Regions from separate parts of the Macaca mulatta genome. Here region 1 is linked to region 2. The links are chromatin contacts, called in public Hi-C maps. All regions are on one chromosome and are shown on one strand. Each heading gives the region's core, a stretch centred on a gene start, on an enhancer-like site or on the middle of the called end of the contact. The rest is flanking DNA. Distances are from core to core; before and after follow the strand shown. Region 1 overlaps ZNF697 (zinc finger protein 697). Region 2 has its middle 35 kb from the start of PHGDH.

What was found. A called contact is a pair of places that touch in the nucleus more often than the background predicts.
Region 1: a Hi-C map of fetal cortex germinal zone shows a contact between it and region 2, with 2.4 times the contacts expected there. The contact joins two enhancer-like sites. A contact is called at or near these places in 3 of 14 Hi-C or Micro-C datasets (blood, fetal cortex germinal zone and sperm).

The regions. Positions count from the first base shown.
Region 1 is chr1:120,696,839-120,700,204 of T2T-MMU8v2.0, forward strand. It overlaps ZNF697 (zinc finger protein 697), which reads left to right. Exons shown (of 3, transcript XM_015149364.3): 3 at 1-454. Among named protein-coding and RNA genes, the nearest start is that of ZNF697, 30 kb to the left of the region's middle. Within about 2 kb of position 1,308, at least 5 of the 40 cell types and tissues checked have an H3K27ac peak or open chromatin away from gene starts, as enhancers often do.
Region 2 is chr1:120,631,309-120,634,873 of T2T-MMU8v2.0, forward strand. No RefSeq gene overlaps it. Among named protein-coding and RNA genes, the nearest start is that of PHGDH, 35 kb to the left of the region's middle. Within about 2 kb of position 1,298, at least 7 of the 40 cell types and tissues checked have an H3K27ac peak or open chromatin away from gene starts, as enhancers often do.

The DNA.
Region 1 (3,366 bases), core at 58-2,557, 66 kb after region 2:
TGGAGAATTTGGTGAAGAGCAGTCTTCTGCTGCTGCTCTTTACTAAGCAAAACCTGGAGCAGTTTAAATAGGCTAAATGGTTTTGATTAAATCTTGAGCTCCGAGTTGGAAGGAGAAAATGAGAAGTTAACCCCTTGAGCCATGTGGTCTCTTTACAATCAAGAGACTGTACATATGTGAAAAAATACAAATTAAGGAACTGTGTTCATAGACAATCTAAACTGTGTTTCTGAAGTTTGTGCACATTTTTCTTCACTGTAATGTTATTTTACAGCTGTTTGTTAAAATAGTGAATAATGATCCTAAAAGTAACAGGTTTTGTGTGAGTGTGCTTGTATATGTGAGAATTGCCTTATTTTCAGGTTGTTTTATTTAATGATGGTTCCTTGGACAGCATTCTGGTGTTCAGCAACCAATATGGAATATTTGTCATTAAATCCATATCAGTCTTTTACCATGTCATTCTTCTTTGACACACATTAAATGCCACTCAGCTCTACCTATGGAAGCTATGTTCCTGTAGAACAAGGGTTGACAAACTACCAAATCTGCCCTGCATATTTTTGTACCTAAAGTTGCGTTAGAATACAGTCATACCCATACCCAGGCACATTTGCATAGTATCTGTGCTACTTCACCCTGAATTTGCTGTGAGTGGGCCTCTGCCCACATTCCAATTAGAAATACTGTACCTGGTCAACCTGGAATTCTTGAGGTTTGATTAGTTTAAGCTACAGATTTTCTTAACCTTGGAGAGCTTTTTGGATTGTTTGCCTTTTAAATGACGAGAGCGATTAATTGGAGTGAGGCCTAAGTTCCTGTAGTTTTATAGAAACTCCCCAGGCGATTTTAATGGGCAAACAGGGTTGAGAACTCTGTAGGACCAATTAGAGATCCCCCATTCTTTCTTGGGGATTACAGTAAGTATAATAATACGTAAGGCTCAAATCTTCTCCTCTGCTGGGAGGTATGGAGGCAAAGGGCAATGCAAGGTGCAACATACTTTGTTTGCTCCTGGTGGGCCACCTTTCACACAGCTGCTCCAAATCATGACTATAATAAGTAAGAGCCAGGAAAAGTGCCTGTCTTGGCTGTCCATCCGATGACAATGGAATAGGTGTGGAAGGCTGCTGCTGGCCTTCACCGTCTTCGCCATTCAGTCAGCCTTCTTCCGCTTCTCTGAGATCTTCATTCCGGCAACTCAGCTCACTTAATAAAGCAAAACCCCAGGCATGACTCCTTTGCTCAGCTGCCCTTGGCATTCACATAATTTCCGTCCTCTCTGCCCATGTGGGAGGGGAGGAGCACAGCTGGCCAGTCTCCAGCACGAATTGCCTAGTGGTTGCTCCTCTCTCCCTATCACAGCCGCAAGTACCCCGTAGAGTGCAGATTTCTGCTGCTAGACTGTGGTTTCAAGGTCATCTCTGCTAACCCAAAGCACATTCCAATGGGTTTCAATTTCCAGCTGCTCCCTTGAGATCCAGGCCACTGTTCACAATGCTCTCTGCATCCAGCTGGTGCCCTGCCTCATTTCAGCAGTCAGGAATGCTCAGCTTTGGAAGCCAGTGAGGTGGGCGGCAAGGTGTTCCATATACCACGTTGCCCCATGATTTTAAGAAAGTTGAAAAAGGTGTCAGTGTACGTGCAGTGTTCTAGTTGGCATTCCCACACATATATTTGAAGGATTTCCAACCTGAGTAAAGGAATTGCCAGACACCAATTCCTGGAGACCAGGGATTCACTGGAAGCAGTTCCATGCATTCTTTTATTCACTGAAGACACTCCACTGAGATGCTTTTCTGAAAGCATCAAGGGCTGAGGTAGGGAGTGGTTCTACCTGGGTGTTCTTGTTTTGTTTTGTTTTGTTTTGAGATGGAGTCTCCCTCTGTCGCCCAGGCTGGAGTGCAGTGGCATGATCTCGGCTCACTGCAGGCTTCGCCCCCCAGGTTCACGCCATTCTCCTGTCTCAGCCTCCCGAGTAGCTGGGACTACAGGACCCTGCCAGCACGCCTGGCTAATTTTTTGTATTTTTAGTAGAGATGGGGTATCACCGTGTTAGCCAGGATGGTCTCAATCTCCTGACCTTGTGATCCACCCGCCTTGGCCTCCCAAAGTGCCGGGATTACAGGCGTGAGCCACCGCGCCCAGCCCTGCCTGGGTGTTCTGATACCATCTGTGTATGACTGGCCTTCCACAGGCCCCAGGGCTGTGTCTCATTAAGAGCAGAGACCCTGGGAATTTCACCCCTCAGCTGAGTGGGCAAGTGCCGGGCATAGTGCTCAGTGCTAGGGAGACAGGCATGAGAGAGGTACAGATGCTTACACATTCCAACACCATTTAAGGGTGAAGGTGAAGGCTGATTTTGTTTCCTGCCTGCCTAACCTGCTTGGGGTGAATTATTTTGCCAACTATAAGTATGACTTTAAGGATTTGGCCTCTGGGGCTGCAGGGGGTGGGAGGTGGACAGGGGGGAATTTCATGTCAAGACTTCACATGTTATGCTAGGGCAAGATGGTACATTCAACAAAGGCTCAGCGTTAAGCAGATTCTCTGCCAAGGACTCTGGAACTCTAAGTCAGAGTCCCCACTACTGCTGCAAATCAGGCAATGTCCACTTTAGCTGGCTTTGTTGGGTGAGGGAAAGGACAGTGTGTGACCTTGGAAAAGCTAGCTCACTTTGTCAAGGGGCTGGAAAAGGATCTGGCTAGACATTTCTCTTGTCAAGAGTAGCATTAGCGATTGTCTGAAACAAGGGTCACTTCAAGGTTTCAGCTGAAGTAGCTCTGCTGATTTCTGTGTTGAAGTTAGTAGATTTGGTGGAAATTACAGACATGACTTCACAGCCAGAGATTCCCTGGACTCACACAGCCACTGTCAGTGCTGCTGCAGCCTAGACCAAGCCCTATAGGTATTCTTGATCTTGCTCTCATCCGTGCAGTGGAAAGATGCAGGTATAAGGTGTGGGAAAATCAAACAAAATGACAAACACGAAGGCTCTTGTAAGATTCAGGGGCTTGTGTGAATGTTAGGAAGCAAGGTGGTTACAAAGTGTTCCTGCTCAGTGCTGCAGAGAAGGGGCTGCTGAGGGGCGTCCCAAACTCTTGTATCATAGCTCCTGGGATCCCAGAAGGAAGAGAGGCAGTTGCGGTGCATATGGACTGTATCTTCTGGGATTTCCAGCTCCTGGGGCAGGGTGATGAGGGAGTGACAAGGCATGGCCTCCCTTTCCTGAGAACATGAAGAAAGAAGTAACTAGTTCTGCATCTCCTTTGAGGGTGTGCTGTGAGTAGAGTGTGCAGGGCAGAGCTTTGGCATGAACTGGCAGTGGTGTTGAGCAAAGCATGACTTTCTGGGTTTCTGTTTCCT
Region 2 (3,565 bases), core at 48-2,547:
TCCGAAGACAGAGCACTGCCCGGTGAGACTAGGAAAGAACTGGCTATCGGTGAGATGTGCTCTCAGGAGGAAACTCCTCCGTTTGAATGAAAGGCTGATTCTTACTTGAGTTCTCTCCCAACTGGGTGTCCCTGGGAGGGGACGTCTCTCCTCTCCTAGATTCTGTGGCACTGCTCTCTCCCTATCTGCTCATCTTCCGTGTAATTTGATTAGAAATTTTTTTTTATGTGCAAGCTCTTCCAACTGTTTATAGTTTTTCACATTTTTTCCTGATTATAATAAGCTCGTTACAAGAAATGCAAAAAGATTAAAATTTAGGAAAAGTGTAATTCAACTCTTGGAGATAACCACTGTTAAGAGTTTGGTGTATATTCATCTAGAACAGGGTTTCTTTTTTTTTTTTTTTTTTTTTGACGGAGTCTCGCTCTGCCGCCCAGGCTGGAGCAGTGGCCAGATCTCGGCTCACTGCAAGCTCCACATCCCGGGTTCACGCCATTCTTCTGCCTCAGCCTCCCGAGTATCTGGGACTACAGGCGCCCGCCACCTCGCCCGGCTAGTTTTTTGTATTTTTTAGTAGAGACGGGGTTTCACCGTGTCAGCCAGGATGGTCTCGATCTCCTGACCTCATGATCCGCCCGTCTCGGCCTCCCAAAGTGCTGGGATTACAGGCTTGAGCCACCGCGCCCGGCCTAGAACAGGGTTTCTTAATCTCAGACCTGTTGGTATTTGCCGCCAGCAAATTCTTTGGAAAGCTGCCCTGTGGACTGTGGAATGATTAGCAGCAACCCTGACCTCTGCCCACTAGAGGCCAGTAGTAGCCTCACCACCACTACCACCTAGTTGTGACAACCAATAATGTATTCAGACATTGCAAATGGTTTCATATTACACATACTTTCGGGCAACTGGCTTTTTAACTTACATTTTGTTGTTGTTGTTGTTGTATCTTAACAACAGATTTGGTCATCTTTCCATTTCAGAACATCTGGACCTATTACATTCTTCAATCTACTGTATCATGATTTATTAACCTGGTATCTTCTATTGATGATCCTTTGGGTCATTTTTAATTTTCTTACTTTTACAAATGTAGCTTGGTGAAAAAAAAATATTTAAAATCCAAACTGTCTGTGGCCATTTGTAAGGGAAGAGGAAAGGCATATTTCATAGCAGAGGGAAAACGAGTATCCATATTGCTTCCTTTTACTTATAAATCTTGGTGGGTAAAAGAAAAGGAGGTCTGAAATGTGGAAACCTCCACCGATTTTCTGTACTGTTAAAGCTTGAGGCCAAATTAATGGTCCCTCCAGTAGTCTAGATGTTATCAAAGCTTTAGAAATGCAAAGAAGGTCGAGGAATGGAGAGGGTTAGAAAGCAGAATTGTTCTGCATACCGCGAGACAAAGTAGCAAACGGAAGGAGGCTGTTTGCCTGTTTCTGCTTGCCAGGGTAATTTTACAAAGCCCCTGACTGTGAGGCCTGCAGCTTTCCAGAAAGATACTTTGACAAAACCGGATAGAGCACATGATCCCCCATGCCTCTTGCCTGAGTCACTGTATTTCTTAAAAGTTAAGTGACTCTAGTCCTTGCTTTTTCTTACACACGATAACATCTCATGGGGTTAGTCATTATGCTTCTACTACCTATAACCAAATGTACTTTAGTAAACTATATTCAAATGTACTCTTGCACCCAAACTTAGATGTGATTTTGCACATACTTAACCTCCACCACCTACCTACCAATGGGCTGAAACACTGCTTTAGAGGAAGGAGTCCGATAGATCTCCCTAAAAGACTCCTCCCGGGCTATGGGCCTCAGTCTATAGTCCTCAGTAAGAATCGTGAATAAAATTTATTTTAATTCTTTAAAAGCTTGATTTTTTTTTCCCCCTTGGGTATTTTAACTGTCCCTAAATAGTCCATGGGAAAGCAAATCCTGAAAACACAGAACTGATAAGATGTCAGGAAATGCCTGAGGTGGAGAGAGAAGGTCAAGTGAAAAAGCAGGATACCAGAGCCCATGGACAAAAGTGGTCAGTGAGAAATTCTTCATGGGAAAGAGAACAAAAGGCCTTTATGTATGAGAAGGTCTAATATTAATTTTTGAATGAGTCAGTTTGTGTGGTTGTAAAAAATCCACATTCACATGGCTTGGGAGGTGTTTTTGTTGTTCTGTTTTGTCTTGTTTCGTCTTGAAAAAATAGAATGGTAAGGAAAGAGGGTTAAATTTCACATGTACGTTGGTTCAAATCAAAAAGACAACACAGGCTAAAAGAGGTGAGATGCAAGTGGGCTTGAAACAGAACCAGAGCTCTGAGCAACATAGAAAGAACTGTGAGAAAATAAAACTGCCAAAACTCACAGAAATCACAGGAAGGGCCATGTACATTCCACAGGGTTAGGATTCCCAGGTGAATTTCATTTAAATCTCAAGGCACAGGGTGACCGTTGGCTACTGACTCACACAAATGGCCACCGCTATGACATCCTTTCTGAACGTACACCTTTAAGTTTTTGTGCAACTTCTTTTTAAATTCATATTTATTGACTTTCTACCACCCACAAATGTAGCAATGAGCAAGCCAGTCAATTGTCTGAGATCCATAAAAATGATGTTTGCATTCTTTTAGTTAAATTGCTGAGTCAAAAAACATGATAATTTAAAAATTCTGAAGGCCATTTCGAAATGTTCTTTCTTACCTGGAGATTTGATTTTCATCCAGGCATTGCTTTTATATTTACTAATGGTTTGATGTGTTTCTCTATATTTAATTCTTATCCATCAGAATTGCATATTGACGTATCATGTGAATCCCTAAATTGATTTTTCCCCAAAACATCCAACTAGTTTTTCATAGCCACAATTTATCCAGTAGTTCAACCCTTCACCATTGATTTGTAACACTTTCCTCATATTTTAACTTCTGTGTTTTAGAATCTGCTTCTGAGCTATTCTTTCTATTTCATCGATTTACCTATCTTTTCTTATGCCAGAACCACAATTATTGTTTTAGCTATTATAGCTTTATGACTAATTTAACATCTGCTAAAGCAAGTACTTCCTCTTTCTTTTTTCTGCTTTAAAAAAACTTAGTGATTCTTGGCAATGTATTGTTTCAGTAGAAACCTGCCATTACATGAGAAGAGCCCTGAGCATTTTTCTCTTTTTAAAATATTTTTTAAAGAAAATTTTCCTTAAGGGAGACATTATCTTTATTATACTGGACAGTAAACAAACCCGTCCTTTGCTCTGGAAATGAGGGAAGAGAGAGACCCTCTCATATTGTTTTATATTGTGTTATACTCCAAAAAGGAAAGAGAAGCGAAACTAAAGGCAGGTAGCCCGGTGCCTAGGAACCAGACTTGAAACCAGACCTGGGCCTGCCTGACCTAAGCCTGGTAGTTAAAATTCGACCCCTGACCTAACAACTGATGTTATCTATAGATTCCAGACATTGTATGGAAAGACATTGTGAAACCTCCCATTCTGTTCTGTTTCACTCTGACCACTGGTGCTTGCAGCCCTGTCACGTACCCCCGGCTTGCTCAATTGATCACAACCCT